Regions from separate parts of the Mus musculus genome. Here region 2 is linked to region 1. The links are chromatin contacts, called in public Micro-C maps. All regions are on one chromosome and are shown on one strand. The core of a region is the stretch at or near the end of the contact, and the rest is flanking DNA. Distances in the headings are between cores, read along the strand shown.

Region 1 (5,585 bases), core at 1,871-4,370:
GCTACACAGAGAAACCCTGTCTCAAAAAACAAAACAAAACAAAAACAAAAAAGCTGTGTGTGCTGTTTATGCCTGTAACCCCAGCACTGGGGGCACACAGACAAACACACACACACACACACACACACACACACACACACACACACACACTCCTGAGATGGTTGAGGGAGGAAGGGCACTTGCCTCTAAGCCTGAGACCCACAGGATAAAAGGAGAGAACCGATTCCTGCAAGTTGTCCTCTACCTACACCACACATACAAACACACAGGTACAATTAATTAATTTACTCATAGTTTCCGCAAGCCAGGAGTGGTGATGCATGTCTATAATCTTAGCACATAGGAGGACGGAGCTTTCAAACGGAGCTTTCAAGGTTGGCTAGAGCTACCTACCTATGGCCTTTGTGACTTCATTGAGATTCAGAGGGACAAATTAGACATAGAGAGGTTTTCTAGCAGGACACTCCTACTGTCCGGACAAGAAATGTTGGAGTTTACAACGATGCAGTGTCATGAGTCCGAAAGGGCTGTGACAAACTGAGGTCCTCGCCTAGATCTCTGCTCCTCTGTAGGCAAAGTATCCACCCACACCGTCACCACATTAGGCAGAGACCACAGAGGGCAAAAGAGAGAGTCGGATATCCGGGAACTGGAGTTACAGGGGGTTGTGAGCCATCATATGGGTGCTGGAAGCCGCACTCAGGTTCTCTGCAACAACAGTCTATCTACTGAGTCATTTCTCCAGGCTCTTAGGCTTAAAACAACAATACGATTGTTGTTTTAAACTCTCTTTTGAGGCAAAGTGTCACTCCGGTCCAGGCTGGCCTCAAAGTCAACAGTCTTCTCAGCCCTGCCTCCCACAAGCGGAGACTATAGGAGCGAGCCACTGTGCAGACTAGCTTTATGTCAACTTGACACTAACTAGAGCTATCTGAGAGGAGGAAACCTCAGCTGAGAAAATGACTTCCTAAGAACAGGCTGTAAGTAAGCCTGTAAGGCATTTTCTTAATTAGCAATTGGTCAGGGAAGGCCCAGCCCATTGTGGGTGGTGCCTCCCCTGGCCAGGTGGTCCTGAGTTTTTTTAAGAAAGCAGACTGAGCAAGTCAGTAAGCAGCATTCCTCTGTGGCCTCTGCAGCAGCTCCTGCCTTCAGGTTCCTGCCCTGCTTGAATTCCTGTCCTGATTTCCTTTGATTGATGGTCTGTCATATGGAAATGTAAGCCATATAAATCCTTTGCTCCCCGACTTGGTTTTGGTCATAGTGTTTCATCGAAGCAAAATAAACTAATTTAGGCAGCCACTGTGCCTAGATATTATTTTAAACTTCTGAATTGTTACTGTTCTTGTAAATGAAAGGAAATAAAACTGTAATTCATGTAATGTATGTTAAATAGCCCAAAGAGTTGTTTCTGAGCTTTGAAACCTGGGGCTGAGAACATAGCAGAACAGACCAGGACATGCAAGCCCATCGCCTCCCTAGCTCCCACCCCTCTGACCTAAGTTAAATGTTACAGGCTGCTGATGTTTAAATGGACCAATCATGTGAAACCGCGCCAATTCCTCCCCCAGCCCCACTCCTTTTCTATAAAAACCCCTAGCTTCCAAGCCTCGTGGTCGAATCCACTGTCTCCTGTTATGTGAGATACGTTTCGACCCGGAGCTCCGCCATTAAAAAACCTCTTGTTGTTACATCAAGGTGTTGTGTTCTATTCGTGATTCTTGGGTGCACGCCGAATCGGGAGCTGAGTGGGGGTTTCCCCACTGAGTTCTTTCATAAATCCTTACTTTATGATGTTGTCTATGAGCCTTTTAATGCTCTGACCATCATGTGGCTGATAGCAGGCTTGTGACGAAATGATCTTAAACCCAGAATACACTGCAAAAGCAAGCTGGAGTGTGCTAAGGAGGTTCAAGCTTAATAGACTGCAAGTTGTCCTTTGACACCACACCTCTCCCTGACCCCAAATGAATGCAATAAAAAAATTAAAAAGCAGCCAGGTTTCAGTAGAATATAGGAAAAAAAAAATAAAGTGGAGCATTGAACATTTCCATGGTAACAGTCCAGGTCATCTTGGCCTGGCTGGGACATCATCTCAGGATCTATTTTGCCTCATTGAAATCAGAAATTCTTCGTTGTGGTGGCACATGCCTTTCATCCCAGCACTTGGGAGGTAGAGGCAAGGTAGAACTCTGTGAGTTTAAGACCAGCCTGGTCTACACAGTGAGTTCCAGGATAGCCAACGCTTCACAGAGAAACCCCTGACCCCCGCATCTTGAGCTACAGTTTCAAGCTTTCACCTAAGGAGATGGCTAGCAATATTACCAACATGACAAAATGTATTGGGTAAACTCAAGTGGATTATTTGAGATTCTCAACTCTCCATCGGTCAAGAATCTGACAGGGAAGCAATCTTCTTGAAACACAGCAAAGTTGTGGGTTGCTCTGTGCATCAGCTGTGTTCAGTGTTAATATGTTAATATGGCATTCAGTATGTTAAGGAAGGAAATGCCTGGCAGGAAAGGGTGACAGAATAAAGCTGGAAAGGCTTTAGATACTAATCTGACTGCAGGTGCAAAGCAAAGGAGGTTGGTCCTTTCACCTGCCAGGTTCTTGCCCACCCTACTCCAAGATCAGAACAGGCAGATATTCAGGTTGCAAACTGGAGGTACTTTATTGTTAATTCCTGAGTAGCCCAAGAACCTGTACAGCTCTGAGAAGTATTAGTTCAACGCTCCCAAAAACATCAGAAGCCATCAAAAGCCATCCTTGGCAGAGCAGGTCTGCAGGTCTGAGAAGGGTTACAGTTTTCCAAGCTTCTGGAAGAGACCTCTGAAGTGAAGTGATGAGTGGTCTACATCTGCCAGCTGGAAAGTGGATCAGGAAGGGATTCCTGTCATCGACCAAGCTATAGAGCCTTGGAGGCTGGGGAAGGAAAAGATCCCCTCTGGGAATCCTGTGGCCAATGACCATTCCTCCACTGAATTCTCAGGCGCTGTGTGTGTCCTCCACCACCGAAGCTCAGATTTACAGGATGCCATCTGGGGCAAGATTAGCTTAATGTGGACATTCAAATAGGGTGAAGAACTGGACCAATCAGCAAAGAGCAGTCAAGCCTGGCAGAGGCTGAGAAGAATTTTGAGCCCAGCAAAATATCTATAGATTTATAATCATGTCCTCAGGTTTGTCTCTTTAAAAACTTCATTTATTAAAATGTTTCAGCAATTCCCTAGAAGCTCCCTGCCACTCCCCTGCATCATTCTTTGTTAGTGTGTCAGCGCGGGTGCTTTCCGTGTTTGAAGCTGCCAGGGGGTGGAAAGCTCTATATCGAGGAAGGAAACTGCAGTTCCTCATTTGATTTGGACCAGCTTTCATGGGACAGGACATATCGTTCTCCAGCACACATTCCTCCTCCTGTTGATGCGATGCGGAGAGTCCCACTGAATGCCAGCATGTATCAGGAAACACCGCCGGAAGGGACAAAAGTGGCTTCAGTCCTAGGAGTGGACAACCAGCCATGACCTTCAGGACACTAAGGAGGAGCTGACTCAGATAAAATTAAAAAGCAGATTCTCTGTTGAACACGCTGGAAAAATTGACAAAGAGCACAGCACACAGTAGAGATAAGGATAAGCCACAAGAAGAGCTCTCACGCAGCAATTTCCTCCAAGGTAAAGCTGTCCGTCTTGGAGCGAAGCTCAGGGAGACACAGATTGCTCTCAAGAGAGATGAAACCTTCCACCCTGTGGGGAAGCCCATTAAGCTCACTGAACAACTCAAAATAGCTTCAGGAAGTTCCTGAAATGGATTGGATTCACTAGACCTCCCTCCCCAAGCATCCAGGAAACTGTAAGGACTGCTCAGAGACTCTCCCAGACTAGTGGGACTGCCTGGAAGAGGCTCAGACCAATGGGGGCACCTAAAAGGACACTGTCCAACCCAGTGAGCTGTCAATCATGCTGGGGTGAGCTCTGGGGATACAGCTGCCTTAGAATCATTCCTGCTCCTGCAAGGAACCCCTCACCCATATACATTTCTGCCAGTAACGACGGTAATACTCAACGGTTCCCCACATTGCACTAAAATGGCATTCTTGGTTTTGTTTCTTTGTCAGTTCCTATATGGGGAGAGTTGACATTTCTTCAGTCTCCCAGGAATAGTGTCACACATTGATAGGTTATTTCTCCGCAAGTAGTAAAATGAGCTAATTCAAGATAGATTAGATTATACTTATTGGAATTATATTTATCAGGTTTATTGGGTAGCTGCTCTCAGGTGGGTAAGTTTACTGGCCCCAAGCCTGAAGTCAGGGAAGTCACCATGGGGAGAGAGAAATGAGAAGAGGGAGAGAAAGTGCTTAGACACAGAGAGAGAAGAGAGAGAAGGAGGAGAAAGGAGGAGAGAGAGGAAGAGACCAAAACATTTAGTTTACATAGGGAAGAGCCTCTGGGGGAAGGGCAGCCCAGCCCCTGGGCTGGACAGTTCAGGGTTGGGGGCAGGGTATGCCAGATAGCACCTGAGGGATGCTGGGAGAACCTGGAGGCCAGGTCTGCTTTGATGTGTAAAATATGCATGTCAGCCCCTTGTCTTGGGTTTCCAAAACCAAACACAGGAGAGCAAAGCAGCGCCTCTGTGAGGAAAGATCAGACTAGCGTGCAGGCAGAGCCTGAAGCAGGCACAGATGACCTTCCTGAGGAAGAAGACCAACGGCATGATGGTAATGAAAAAGGGTGACCAGCTGTGTTGATCAGAGATGACCAAAAAGAGATGGAAGATGCCCTCTTCTGGGCATTGGGCATGTACAAGCTATATATACATGCAGACAGGCAAAACACTGTTGTGGTCTGACCCCATCCCCCCAAAATAGCTGTGACCATTTTGTTCCATGTCTGTCAGCTATTTCATATTATTGCTGTAACATGCCTGCCAGTCATTGACACAGAGAAGTGACTTGGCTCAAGGACATGCTGACCACATTTCCTGTTTTGTTCTGTATATTCTGAATGTTCTGTATGAGGTTTGATAATCTTATGAAATTCCGCAAAGCCTTATGTAGGACCCATCAAATCAAAGGTCAAGATGAACTGTTATATTGGGCTGGTGAAATGGCTCAATGGTTAAGAGCGCCAACTGTTCTTCCTAAGGTCCTGAGTTTAAATCCCAGCAACCACATGGTGGCTCACAACCATCTGTAATGAGATCTGACTCCCTCTTCTGGAGTGTCTGAAGACAGCTACAGTGTACTTACATATAATAAATAAATATTATTTAAAAAATGAACTGTTATATCTAAAATATCTTGAGTCAGAGCTGACCACTGGGCAGCCATTCCTGCACCTACATATGAGCTCACTATAGTTTTTGTGGCTGACACTGAAGAATGCTACTAATAAGCCAAACATTTATGATTATAATAGTCATGCTCTGTTATCTCAATGTTCTGAAATTCTCCTGTTCACAACTTATCTACCAACCCCCTTACCTTACTCAGGACCAATCAGCCTAAAGGTTGGCTGATAACACTTTGCCTAGAAAGCCAACTGCTCCCCTCCTTGACCTTTAAACTTTTGAAAGTGATTTTTCCTATA
Region 2 (5,585 bases), core at 1,971-4,470, 67 kb after region 1:
TGCTGTAACACGCCTGCCAGTCATTGACACAGAAAAATAACTTGACTCATAGCAGGATCATGCTGACCATATACACTGTTATGTACTGTATATTATGAGGTTTGTTAATCTTAAGAAATTCCACAACCATAAGCTTCACTTAGGACCCATCAAATTAAAGGTCAGTATGAACTGTTGGGTCTAAAATAGCTTGAGTCAGGGCCGACCACCAGGCAGCACTTCCAGCACCTGCATATGAGCTCACTGTGGGTTTTGCGGTTTTAATCTTTATAAGTTGACCCTGAGAAATGTCCAACACACAGCTTTCAGCTGTTGCCCTGATTGATCAGGCTTTAGGTGTGTGTTCAATTAACCATCCTAGTATGACTGAAATTGCTGTTCATGTGGTTTGTGGGGCAACTTCTGAACCCTAACAGAAATTAGCATCTGAATGCACACTCCACAAAACCATCCCCCAACATATACCATCATGTCCAACTTTTATATCTTTTTTAGTGGAGATTTAACCAAGGTCCAAGGCCTTGACTGATTCCAGTAAGTCAGGTCTGCCCACTTGCCCCCAAGAAAGCAAACAAAAGTAATGTTGGCAGAAAAGACTTTTAATCAGCATGATCAAACATTTCAGTCACCTTTAGGATATTGGCATGGGCTTTAGGTTTAAATGGATAATTGAGGCATGGAGACAGGTTTTTGCATGATGAAGCAGTCTCAGCCAAACTGTGTTCTGACTGTTGGGGATCTCAGTCCTGGCTTTGGAAGGTGGCTAAGGGGGCCGTGAGAAGATTGTTTGTACTTAAGCAAAGGTGAAATGCTCTCAGCGCTCTTCTTTGTACCTTTGAACAGTTAGGTGAATGTAGGGCTTATCAACGTGGTCACCAGTTTTCAGGCAGACCGCCCTTGAGTGATGAACAGACCTACAGAGTTGAGCAGGAGTCTGTCTTAAAGCAATGGTGACAAGACAGAGATGCCTGCCGTACCCCACCGTGGTTACCCTGCAGGGCCGAGTAAGGAGTCTCTGCTTCTTAGCAGAAGCAGCTTCTAAATTTGCGTTACACGGTGTCCACTTAAATCATTTTGGAGGGCAGTTTGAGTTTTTATTATCAAGATATTAAGCTTCTTTATAGGGTCAGCAGAGACAGATCTGCAGGCACAGACTAGAGGCTTAAAGACCTGAGTTGAAATTGGACCACAAGGTGGAAAAAGGTGGAAAAAGAAAACCAATTCATGTAAGGTGTCCTCTATCCTGTGTGAGCCATAACATGTGTGGGTGCACATATACACAGAAAATGGGTAGATAAATGTAAAAAAATTAGCAGAGGTATTTATATAGCCTAGATAATGTTTTAGATGATAGTTCATATATTCCAGGTTAGTCCTGAACTTGATCTGTTCTCATAGATGAACTTGAACTTAGGAATTCCTGTCTCCATCTGGGGTGCCAGGGATACAGATATACACCATTATATTCATCTACATTTGGGAATATTTTAAGATTTATTTTTATTTGTGTGTGTGTGTGTGTGTGTGTGTGTGTGTGTCTGTGTATCTGTGTGAGTGCATGCCATATATGTGCAAGTGTCAGAGAAGTCCAGACAAGGGCATCCAATACCCTTGAGTTGGAGGTAAAGGTGGTTGTGAGCCATTGTAAGGGTTAAAATTGTTTTAAGTTTTAATTACTATGTTTAAGAGATCTATAACACAAAACAAAAAAAAAAAATCCCTCTAGACTCTAAGTCCCACTTACCTAAGGATGGATAACTTCCAGGAATGCTGGGGAGGCATGGTTCATATAAGATAACAAGCCATGTGTTTTCATTAAATAAGCAAGCTTGGTTGCCCCAACTGCACAGGGTGTGCTTTAGCACAGGTAGGCAGGAGATGTGTAGGCAGCAAGTAGGTCAGGATGTATACTTGCCCTTGATTGGATGAAGGCTGGAAGTTTGTAGCCTTAGGGGTTTTGCCTTTATAAGCACCCGAGTAACCTAATTTATGACTATTCTCTGGGGTCCCAGATATGTACCTGACCAGTGCCCATCATCCTAGCCAGTGCTTAATAAATAAAGCTTGTTTCAAATGTGGCTCAAATATTGTGGTAATGCCTTATTTTTTGCCGGGTGGGATGAACACCATCTGACAGGGGTGCTTGGGCTGAACTACTGAAGAACAATAGCACATGCTCTTATTCACTGAGCCAACATCATCTCTCCAGCCCAAAACCTGAACTCAGCCCACTGCATCCCTTTGGAAACTAAGCTAACTTCTGAGCCACTCTCCAGGGCCTCCGCTGGGCTTTGCCTACCTTCCTAATTATATGGATTACACTTATATTTTTAGAGTGTTCTGTTTTGGTTTTTTGAGACAGGGTCTCATGTAGGCCAGCCTGGGCTCAAACTCCATGTGTAGGCCAGCCTGGGCTCAAACTCCATGTGTAGGCCAGCCTGGGCTCAAACTCCATGTGTAGGCCAGCCTGGGCTCAAACTCCATGTGTAGGCCAGCCTGGGCTCAAACTCCATGTGTAGGCCAGCCTGGGCTCAAACTCCATGTGTAGGCCAGCCTGGGCTCAAACTCCATGTGTAGGCCAGCATGACCCTGAACTCCCTCCCAGTTGTCTCACTTTACTTCCCAAACACTGGGGTTACAGGAATGAGCCGCCATGCCAGCCAGTAACTGTTTTCTTAATGTCTGTGTCTACTGCTCTATTACTTCTGGCCTTTTCCTGTCTGTCTCTGTTGATTTGTTTCATCATTAACATGTCATATGTTCCCACTATTTCTTGCATATGTCATAACTTTCAACTTAGACACCAGACACTGTACTTTTATACTTTTTTAGAGGTTTGAATTTTGGCTAAGATTTTTAAGTTTTTATTTTATGTATGTGTTTGCCTGCATAAATACACACATACATGTATGTGTTTGTATACTATGAGAGTTCTGGTCAGAAGAGGGTATCAGATCCCCAGAACTGGAGTTATTTATAGTTGTGAGCTGTTATGTGGCTACTGAGGATTGATCACAGGTCCCCTGCTAGAGCAATAAATACTTTAACAGCTGAACCATCTTTCCAGAGCCTGTGGGGCTTTTCGTTTGTCTGTTTTATTTTTAAACTCATCTTATTTTGTGATTTGGTCTCATGTGGAGTTACGTTACTCTAATCTAAAGTGCATTTGGCAACTCCCTTGGGCAATGTATTGCTTAATTTTCTTGTCTTGATGACTAAACTCCAGACAGGAGCAACCTTCTTTTGGCTCAAGTTCAGAAGTACATCCCATTATGACAGGGAAGTCACTGTAACTCAACTCAATGACTTTGTATCTTGGTGAGTGTGAAAGCAAATAAGTTCAGCCAAGGAACTTAAAGGAGTAAAGACTCCTCACCTGTCCCAGGGTTGTGTGACAAGACTATCCCTGGGCAGACACAGCCCATTCACCCCAGATAGAGCACTAACAGCAGACCAAAGTAAGGACATCACCAAAGTCCTACCTGGTGAACCAATGAGGTTTATTGGGGTTACATACAGGAGCGTGAATGACTGTAAGACATCTGCATCACCAAAGCCAACCCCAGCATGACTGACAGCTCACAAAAGCAGGGAACCTAGAGCTCACTGCACAGCCTGCAGACAGCTCAGCAGGTTGGAGATTGTCCTCCAGGTGGCTCAGTTAGTGTGAGTCTCTTCCAGGCAGTTCAGCTGATTTCAACATGGAGGCTGAGAAGGGATCACCTGTGGCAATGGGCCCATCATGCTGCGTCCTGTTGGTGGCTCAGGAAGCAGAGAGCTCTATTAGAACCAGAAGTAGATATCATCTTCACCCCTGGAGTTACAGATGATTGTGAGCTGCTGTATGGGTGCTGAAGATCAAACCTAGGTGTTCTGGAAGAGCAGCCAGTGCCCTTAACCACTAAGCCACCTCTCCTGCCCCTATACTTGACGTCGTACAAAACCTCCAAATTGCCTTTCAAGTGGTCACACCATTGTGATGTTTGGATCCACTCAGCACACTGGCTGCCATCTCAGTCAACAATCTCAATGATGTTCAAGGGCTCCTGATCACACACTTGGCCTTTTCTCCACCCACCCCCACCTGTCTTTCTTTCTTCAGAGGCATAGTGTGATGTAGCCCATGTTGGCCTCAACCTTGTTCTATGGTTGAGGCTGATCTAGAACTCCTGATTCTCCTACCTTAACCTACCAAGTGCTTGGCTGACAGTTGGTTGGCATCACACCTAGTTTAAGGAGTGCTGGGCATCAACGCCAGGGCTTTATGCATGCTGGGCAAGCACTCTACCTCCGAGTTACATCCCCAACTCCCACTTTTCTTCCTTTTTTTTTCTTCTTTTGAGATGGGCTTTGTTGTATAGACTTGTATCTTAGTCATTGTTCTGTTGCTGTGAAGAGGCACCATCACCAAGGCAAGTATGACAAGGAGCATGGTGGCATGCAAGCAGGTGCTAAGGCAGTATCTGAGAGTTACCTCTTGATCCTTAGGCAGAGAGGCAAAAAGAGAGAGAGACTGGGTCTGGCAATGGGCTCTTGAAATCTCAAAGCCCACACTCAGTGAGTAACACGAGTCTATTAACTAGGTCACACCCCTAATCCTTCTAATCCTATCAAAGAATACCATTCCCTGGTGACTATGCATTCAAATATATAAACTACTTATTTAAACTACCAAAGGTGGACTATTCTGAAATTCTCTACATAGACCAGGCTTGCCTCAAACTTGCATCCTAGCCATTGAGGGACAGAGGCAAGGGTACTGTTGTGAGCTTGAGGCAGTGTGAACTATACAATGAGTTAAAATCCAGCCTGGGCTACAGAATAATATCCCCACCACGACCAAAAAAAATTATTTTACCATCATTTATATAATTTATGCTTTTGCTGGGATTAAAATATTTCTGACTCTTTAAAACTAGGGTTTTCTCTGTTATTGCTATTTTTGCTATATTCTTTGCAATGTACTAAATAAACTTGCTTTCTCTCTTTAATTAAAAAAAAGGGGGGGCACAAAGTCCAGAAAGATGATTTAGTGGTTAACAAAACTGACTGCCCTTGCAGAGGACTAGGGTTTGATTCCCTGCATCCAGACAGTGGCTTACAATCATCCCCAGCTCCAAATCCATTGATCCAGAGGATCCAATGCCCTCTTCTGACTTCTATGGGCACTGGGCACACACATACATATAGGTAAAAACACTCGTACACATAAAATAAGAGACATCTAAAAAGAAGGTGGAGCACTGTTAGATGACTCACTAGGAGGCAAGTACCCACCACTAAGCCTGACAACCTGCGTTTGATTCCTGGGACCCACATCGTGAAAGGAGAAAATTGACTCCTGCATGTTGTCCTCTGACCTCCACATGTGTGACACAGCACAAAATGCCGCGCCCCCCCCCCAAAATATAATATTAAACCCTGTGTGTTTGAGTCAGGCCACATGCAGCTGACCTCAGACCCACTATAGAACAAGGCCAGCCTTGAACTGCTTCCAAGCTCCAAGTGCTGAGATTATAAGTATGTGCCATCACGCCTGGCTTTTTTCCTGTTGATAAACTTTTGGGCTGCTACCAATTTTAGGT

The links. Hi-C and Micro-C count contacts between places; a contact is called where the count stands out from the background.
Region 2: a Micro-C map of granulosa cells shows a contact between it and region 1, with 1.5 times the contacts expected there. The contact joins two enhancer-like sites. A contact is called at or near these places in 5 of 484 Hi-C or Micro-C datasets (Kupffer cells, frontal cortex, granulosa cells and 2 more), 1 of 115 datasets of contacts at active chromatin or transcription factors (embryonic stem cells) and 1 of 9 other capture datasets (liver).

Annotation. Positions count from the first base shown.
Region 1 is chr9:57,314,356-57,319,940 of GRCm38.p6, forward strand. The region is part of intron 1 of Gm39343 (a long non-coding RNA gene); the gene reads left to right. Among named protein-coding and RNA genes, the nearest start is that of Gm39343, 7.6 kb to the left of the region's middle. Within about 2 kb of position 3,121, at least 38 of the 459 cell types and tissues checked have an H3K27ac peak or open chromatin away from gene starts, as enhancers often do. A contact at or near this core is called in granulosa cells, where this site is marked.
Region 2 is chr9:57,381,616-57,387,200 of GRCm38.p6, forward strand. It overlaps a transcript of Ppcdc not described here. Among named protein-coding and RNA genes, the nearest start is that of 4930430J02Rik, 6.7 kb to the right of the region's middle. Within about 2 kb of position 3,221, at least 16 of the 459 cell types and tissues checked have an H3K27ac peak or open chromatin away from gene starts, as enhancers often do. A contact at or near this core is called in granulosa cells, where this site is marked.